Regions from separate parts of the Mus musculus genome. Here region 1 is linked to region 2. Evidence: chromatin contacts called from public promoter capture Hi-C data. All regions are on one chromosome and are shown on one strand. The core of a region is the stretch at or near the end of the contact, and the rest is flanking DNA. Distances in the headings are between cores, read along the strand shown. Region 1 overlaps 4933430H16Rik (RIKEN cDNA 4933430H16 gene). Region 2 overlaps Gm10610 (a long non-coding RNA gene).

Region 1 (3,485 bases), core at 81-2,580, 590 kb before region 2:
CAGATCTGAAAAGCTACTTTTTAAAAACTTATGAATTTTGCTCTTAAAAGTTGGTCTTCAAATTCAATTTCCCTCTTCCACCATGCTCTCCTTGGTTCTCAACAGGAGTAGAACTCATTTCACTTGCTCATTTGGGAAGGGTGCTGAGAAAAGTACTGCTATGTTTTCACCAAGGATGCCGAGGAGACCATATAAGACGCGATGCTATTGATCTTTAAGCAAAAGAGAACTGAGTGGGGTCCACTATGATCATCAGTGGAACCTTCAAGAAAGTGGGATGGGCCTGTAGAGATTATAAGCACATCGTGTGTGTGTGTGTGTGTGTGTGTGTGTGTGTGTGAGCGCGCGCGCGCCTCACTAATGTTAAGTACTAGCACTGGAGTTTGAGACCTTGCTATGGGGTTAGTTTCCTCATGATAATCTAGAAATGAAGCGCCCCAATCATACAAACAGCTCAGATGCCTGGCCCTCTGGATGGTGGTACCAGGACTTCAGTGTTTGCAATGCACCATCAGATCGCCTTTGATGAGGGCAGTGGAAAGGCATGAAAGGAGAGTCAGCTCAGAGATAAGGCACAGCTATGGCTTTCAAAAACATTCAGCCTTAGAGCTGGCACCTGATAGTTGGAGGAGCTTGGAAGCAAGAAATGGGGATAATTACCCAAGCATGAGTGACCCACCTATTACTTATGAATATATAACCACAGTCAACCTTACACACACATGACCAAACAAAGCATTGGGCAAATTATATATCATAGTCACCTTTATATTTTATAAATATAGAATGAGCATTCTATTGGTTCATTCAAGTTCTGGCAGACTCAAGCAAGGCTAGATAGGAGCCATGCTGACTTGGAGGACACTGGAAATGTTTGTTATTGCATCAGACAAAAATAATGAACTTGGCGGCAGTGGAGGGAAGAGGAGAGAGTGCGTTGTTGATAATTTGCCTATAGTTTAGAATGAATTGATGGAGTGAAGGGTGGTAGAGTCACTTCCCTGTTTTTGGGCTAAGATCAAATGTGAGAATGGCAGCAGAACAGGAAAGGGTGTGATGTGGAGAAAGGTTTTGAGAAGTATTAAGGAGTGTGGGTGTAGCTTTAGAAACATCTGGTAAGTATTAAAGGCCTTTGTCCAGGAAAGTGATGTCTCCTATTAGCTAGTTTTTCATTACTGTGAGAAAATGTCTGATAAAAACAACTCAAGGAAGGCGAGTTCATTCTGTCTCTCAATCAGAGGGAACACAGTCCATCCTGGTCCGGTAGGGGAGGCACTGGCTCTACCGTGTTCAGAGTCAGGGAGGTAGAAGCTGGTGAGTCACTGACTTTCGCATTTCAGTCTGGAACCTCAGCCTATGGGATGGGGTATTACCCACATTCAGGATGGATCTTCCCTCCACAGCTCAACATTTCCAGAAATTCTCAGTTACTCTGAGAATTGTCTTTTAGGTGATTCTAGATCCAGTGAACAACCATGACTAATCATCACTCCTATAAAGTTGTAAGTCACTGACAGTGAGCACTACCATGTAGGACATAAGAGAGAACCCACTGGCCTGTGGTGAAATTGACAGAGGGGACTATCCACTGTGACAACTCAGTAACTGTAGGAGAAGTTAAGAAGGTGCTCAAATCATGGTCCTTAAAGTCTGAGTCAGTAGCTTGTGTCCTGAATATCAGCAAGGCAAACAGGAGCCTAAGCAGCCTGTGGGATAGAAGAGGTCAGATCTGGATGCACTGATTTTGAGCATCAAATGTTCAGAAAGCTGAAGTATTCCTTCTTAGTTACATGAACTCCATTCTCCAGACTCCGGAGAAGTCAAGAGTAGATGAATGGAGTCAATTATGATAGAAACATATTTTTGTGATTGATGTGGAAACAGTAGAACAGCGGTCCCCAAAGGTGCCCATGTTCCAATCCTCAGAATCTGTGAGTTTTTCAGGTTGAACAGCAAAGGGCAACAAGCTAAGGTTACAGATGAAAGGAAGGCTGCTATCAGCTGATGTTCAGATAGGAAGACGGTTGAGTTCTCAGAGTCCATAATATCACACAGGCATGTCGAACTGGGCAAAGAAATCAGAAGAGAGATCAGGGAGATGGCAGGTGAAGATGGCAGATTGGGGGAAGAGTCAAGGAATGTTCTGAAACCTAGAAAGAGACAACGAAATGGCTCTCCCTTCCCTGATCTGTGGGCTCCTGAACAATCTCATCTTTGCTAACAGGACGATCTTGGCCCAGTGAGACCCATTCCAGACTTCAGATCCAGAGATCTGGGTTGTTTAAGCCATTGAGGGCTGTGATGAACTATTATAGGAGAAATAGGAAATCACATATAATTATCCTCAAATAATGTGGTTCAGCTCACTTGTAATAAAAGCAATCTGCGGTCCAGAGATGAGGAGGTACACAGGATAGACATGTGGGAAAGAATAACTGCATCCTGGAGAAGGACCTAAGCTACTGCTTTGCCTGTGCTGTCCAGAGCCTGCTGTGCCTGTCAGATGAGCCCAACTAGGCCAGAAAGGCATTGTTCTGACGATGCTCCTGGGCCTCCTTAGCAAAGAACTCATGAGCAAACCCACTCTTTGGAGTAATACCCCTCACTTCATTAAATGTTAAGCCCAGCATAATTGTCCTCAATAAGTTTCATTTGCTGCACTGATGGGTCTGGTACTAACAGCTAAGAATGTCATCAGGGAACCAAGGGCAAGTCTAACCAGGTGTGGCTGCGGGAATGGCTCTCTCCGGGGCCCATTTTTGGTCCTTCATTTGGAATGAGCCAAGCATGAACAGCTCCGACTCTTTGAGATCTTACCCATCCCCACGTGCTGAAGAGCTTTGTTTCAGATGTTTCCTTGTCTCCGAGCTTTAGAACCAGTTCCCAGTTGTTTTTAACTGCACAGACTCAAATCCCTTTCCTCTGTTGAATCTTCACTGGCTATATGTTTTTTTATCCTTGTATCTGTGTTGTTCTGAATGGGTTCCCTTTAGATCTGAGTGGGTCTGAAGCCTCAAGGCTTTGAGGATGCTTTTTGAAAGGGTAAAGCTCTAAAGATGATTTTCTTTCTCTCCTTCAGTGCCTTGCCAAATCCCCAAGCTGACCGTGCCTTTTATGTTTGGATTGGCTGACACCCACAGTGCTGCTTGGACTTCTGCTTCAGTTTTCAGCATCCTGAACTTGGAACACAAAAACATGTCCGTGGCTTGGCTGGGCTTGGCTTTTAGAGTCATACCACTTTGTACAAAGTTCCATGAATTGTCTACCATGGCTTAACCAACGTAGGCTTCTGCTGTGTCACCAGCAGCATCTACCGTGAGTGCCCTATGAAAGGACGTGTTTATGGGGCTGCGGAGGTAGCTCTGTTGCTAAAGTGCTCGGTGAACAAGCATGAGCCCCTGAGCTTGATCCCGGACGCCCAGATGAAAGGTTGAGTATGGTGGTGCATGTGTATAATATCAGTGCTCAGAAGGCAGAGACAGAAG
Region 2 (2,988 bases), core at 282-2,781:
TCATGTTACAGTTGTAAATTTAAGTTATTATCAAAATTCAATGTGTCATAGCTATCCATTGCTTGGATTTAAAAACTGGTTTAAAATATAGATCATAGAAACATATTGTTGCTATTGCATCCGTCTATAGACTTCCATACAGTGAAATTTTACAAATGTTCTGTTTGTTGTATAAATGTGTGCACTCTTCCATGCCTCCAGGAGCTCCGTAGAAAAATGGGCGACTGTCATTTGTGAATGAATATAAAGGAACTTGTGTGGGATGGGACTCAGAGGCTTAGAGAGGTTGTCTAACAATTGTAAGACCTCAGGTTCAACCCTAGCTCTGATGGGGGGAAAAATGCTATACCTAATTGCATTGACTTATTAATGCTGGATGTGATGGCTCCTGCCTCTAATCCTAGCATCTGAGAGGCTAAGCCAGGCTGTACATAGTCAGGCTCTGTACCTCACAGAGACATTCATGTCCCAGTCTCTCCCTCCAGGTGTCCAGGCCTCTTTTTCTCCCTTCTACAATCTTACCATGGGGGTCCTATGTGTTGCCATGAGTTTGGGGCCAGCTTGAGCTGCATAATGTTTTAGAATAGCCTGGGTGAAAAAAATGAAAACAAAGCTATTTTATGGTTTTAAATGTGTTGACTTGGTGCTTCTATTTTATCTGCCAAAATAGGTCATATATTTTACTGAGTGTCCAAGAATTATACCAGCTTTGAGCCTTTTTGAAAGAGTGGACTCAAGTTTTTGCATTTTTGCTTTCTATCAAGAAGGTGGAATTACCCTCTCCTTACTAATCAAACCTCCCCTTTTGAGGCTAAGCAAGTAGCTGAGGAGGCCTTCCTTTTTTTCAGTTTTGTTAATCACAATATCACCAAAGAGACAGAAGCTCAGGTTCTCCTGACCTGTGTTCTGAGGCAACCATGTGTTTAGTGTGTTAGATGCTTTATGCAAAGTTAGTGGCAGAGAAAGAGAGGTCTTGGTGAAGACGCAAGAAATACTACTCTGGCTCCATTCCCTAGGACCAGGATAGACTGTCTGAACTCAGAGCCTCTTGCATCAGGAGTCAACATTTTATTTTCATGGTCTTTGCCACATTCTGGAACATGAAAGGAAGAGCAAGAGGCTGCCCCTGTGAGATCATGCTAGGGGTGGGGAGAGTAAGGGGAGGTCAAGGGCCTTAGTGATTTCAGAGTCTCCAGTTACAGTTTAAATCCAAATGCTGGACAGAAGAATTATCAGAGCTCAGCCCTCTCCTTGTCTTTCCCAGACACTGCCTCAGCAGAGGGTATAAGATGACTGCTTTTGAAATCACATCCAAAGAAAGTTAACACAAGGCAATCCAAAGCAAACAGGACCTGTACCAAGCTCTCATTGATGGCCTCTCTTTCTTCATTAGAATGTGGACTTTGAAATGTTTAATTTTCTGTGAGATGCATATGGAAACCACCTGGAAACAAAGAATAAGTATGTACATGGGAAGCACGTTGCCCTGACAGCGCTGGTGTACAGCCCTACTACAGTCTAGGGGCTGAAGCAGCACAAAATGCTTTCTCAGTTTTGGATGCTTGAGTTCACAATAAAGCATCAGCAGCCTGCAGGGCAGGGTTCTCAGTCGATTTCTCCTCCTGTCTTATATGCACTTTTAACACCGTGTCCTCACTTGGTCTCGAGGAGGCTAGGTAGGAAGAGAGACAAAGCTCTGGAGGAGGGGAAGGAGGAAGGACAGGAGAAAGAGGAGGGGGGGGAGAGAGAGAGAGAGAGAGCAATTCCGGGAGAAGGAAGGGGGAAGAGAAGACAGAAGAGAAAGGAGAAAGAGAAGGCAGAGGCAAAAAGAAGTAGCCTCATGTCCCTGTTCTGTTAGGGCATCTCTCTTAGAACATCACTTAACCTGAACTGACTCTGTTAAGGTCCTCTAAACAAGATGCTCGCAAGACTCTAACACACAGATTTGGGGAGGGCACAGGATGCAATCGACTGCCTAATAACAATGAATCTGCTTGAACACAAAGTGCTTTGGCTTGTTCTGGGTGCCATCATAAAATACCAAAGATTGAGTGTATTACCCAACATAGATTTATTCTTGGCAGGCTTCAAGTCTACAGTTATTGTGCCAGGAGGATTAGTTTTGTTTGAAGCTTTGTTTCTTAGTGTTATGGTTTGAATCTGAAATGTCTGTCCCAGCCTCCTCTTTCCCCTGATGGGGTGATTTCAGGTGATTCCCAGAGCCTTGGGAAGATGGGCCTGCATGGAAGGAGTCGTCACAGGGGGTAGGTTATTGTGGGTGTGCTATCCGTGCCAACTTCCTGTCATGCTTCCTGGCCCACTGTTATGTGAAAAGCCTCTACCACATACTCTGCCAACATGATCTCAGCTACTCCACTGTCTTCTCCCCAACACTATCGACTGAGACCCTCTGTCACATAACAATAGTCACAGTGCTATAAAAGTAATTAATACACTAGAGTTGTTTTGTGACTTTTCCTGGGGAGACATGAACAAATCTCTATTCCCCTTAGATAGCCCATCAATAACAGATCAAAGAAAGAACCCCACCTATTAGCTTGGTGACAGTGAGTTCACTGCAGTTTAACTACAGGAGCATAGACCTCTCAAAAGCAGCTTCACACTGGAAAGCCATCCAAACTTGAGTGACAGCTTACAAAACCATATCCCTGAAGTGAACTGAACTGGAGGTCAAAGCCACTGAAGAGTCTCGTCTCCCTAGCAATCCCCAGCCGTTGTTTACTATATTTATGACATGGAGCCCTGGGAATTCTCTAAACTTCCGAGCTTCTGAAGTTCAGTTGACTTCCAGAGTCTTGTAGGCTCCGCTTGCTTTCAGAGCCTTATGAGCCTCAATTCAGGGAAAAAAAAAAAAAATCTGTAAAGCATTTGTGATGGCTACCCCTCCCACCACGATCACTCCACAGCCATTCTGTTGTGTGTATCTGCTGTTTTTATAATGGAGAGTCATTGGATTGAGGTACTTAA

The links. Promoter capture Hi-C pulls out the DNA fragments that hold promoters and counts their contacts.
Region 1: a promoter capture Hi-C map of hippocampal neurons shows a contact between it and region 2, with 4 times the contacts expected there. The contact joins two enhancer-like sites. A contact is called at or near these places in 4 of 39 promoter capture datasets (cranial neural crest, frontonasal cranial neural crest, hippocampal neurons and 1 more), 1 of 15 datasets of contacts at CTCF or cohesin (the NIH/3T3 cell line), 1 of 484 Hi-C or Micro-C datasets (cerebral cortex) and 2 of 115 datasets of contacts at active chromatin or transcription factors (both in embryonic stem cells).

What each region holds. Positions count from the first base shown.
Region 1 is chr7:82,946,876-82,950,360 of GRCm38.p6, forward strand. The region is part of intron 1 of 4933430H16Rik (RIKEN cDNA 4933430H16 gene); the gene reads right to left. It overlaps Gm45992 (a long non-coding RNA gene), which reads left to right. Exons shown (of 3, transcript XR_001778203.1): 3 at 3,080-3,485. Among named protein-coding and RNA genes, the nearest start is that of Gm45992, 3.2 kb to the left of the region's middle. Within about 2 kb of position 1,331, at least 4 of the 459 cell types and tissues checked have an H3K27ac peak or open chromatin away from gene starts, as enhancers often do.
Region 2 is chr7:83,539,675-83,542,662 of GRCm38.p6, forward strand. It overlaps Gm10610 (a long non-coding RNA gene), which reads right to left. Exons shown (of 2, transcript XR_140845.5): 2 at 1-2,988. Among named protein-coding and RNA genes, the nearest start is that of Gm10610, 9.4 kb to the right of the region's middle. Within about 2 kb of position 1,532, at least 8 of the 459 cell types and tissues checked have an H3K27ac peak or open chromatin away from gene starts, as enhancers often do.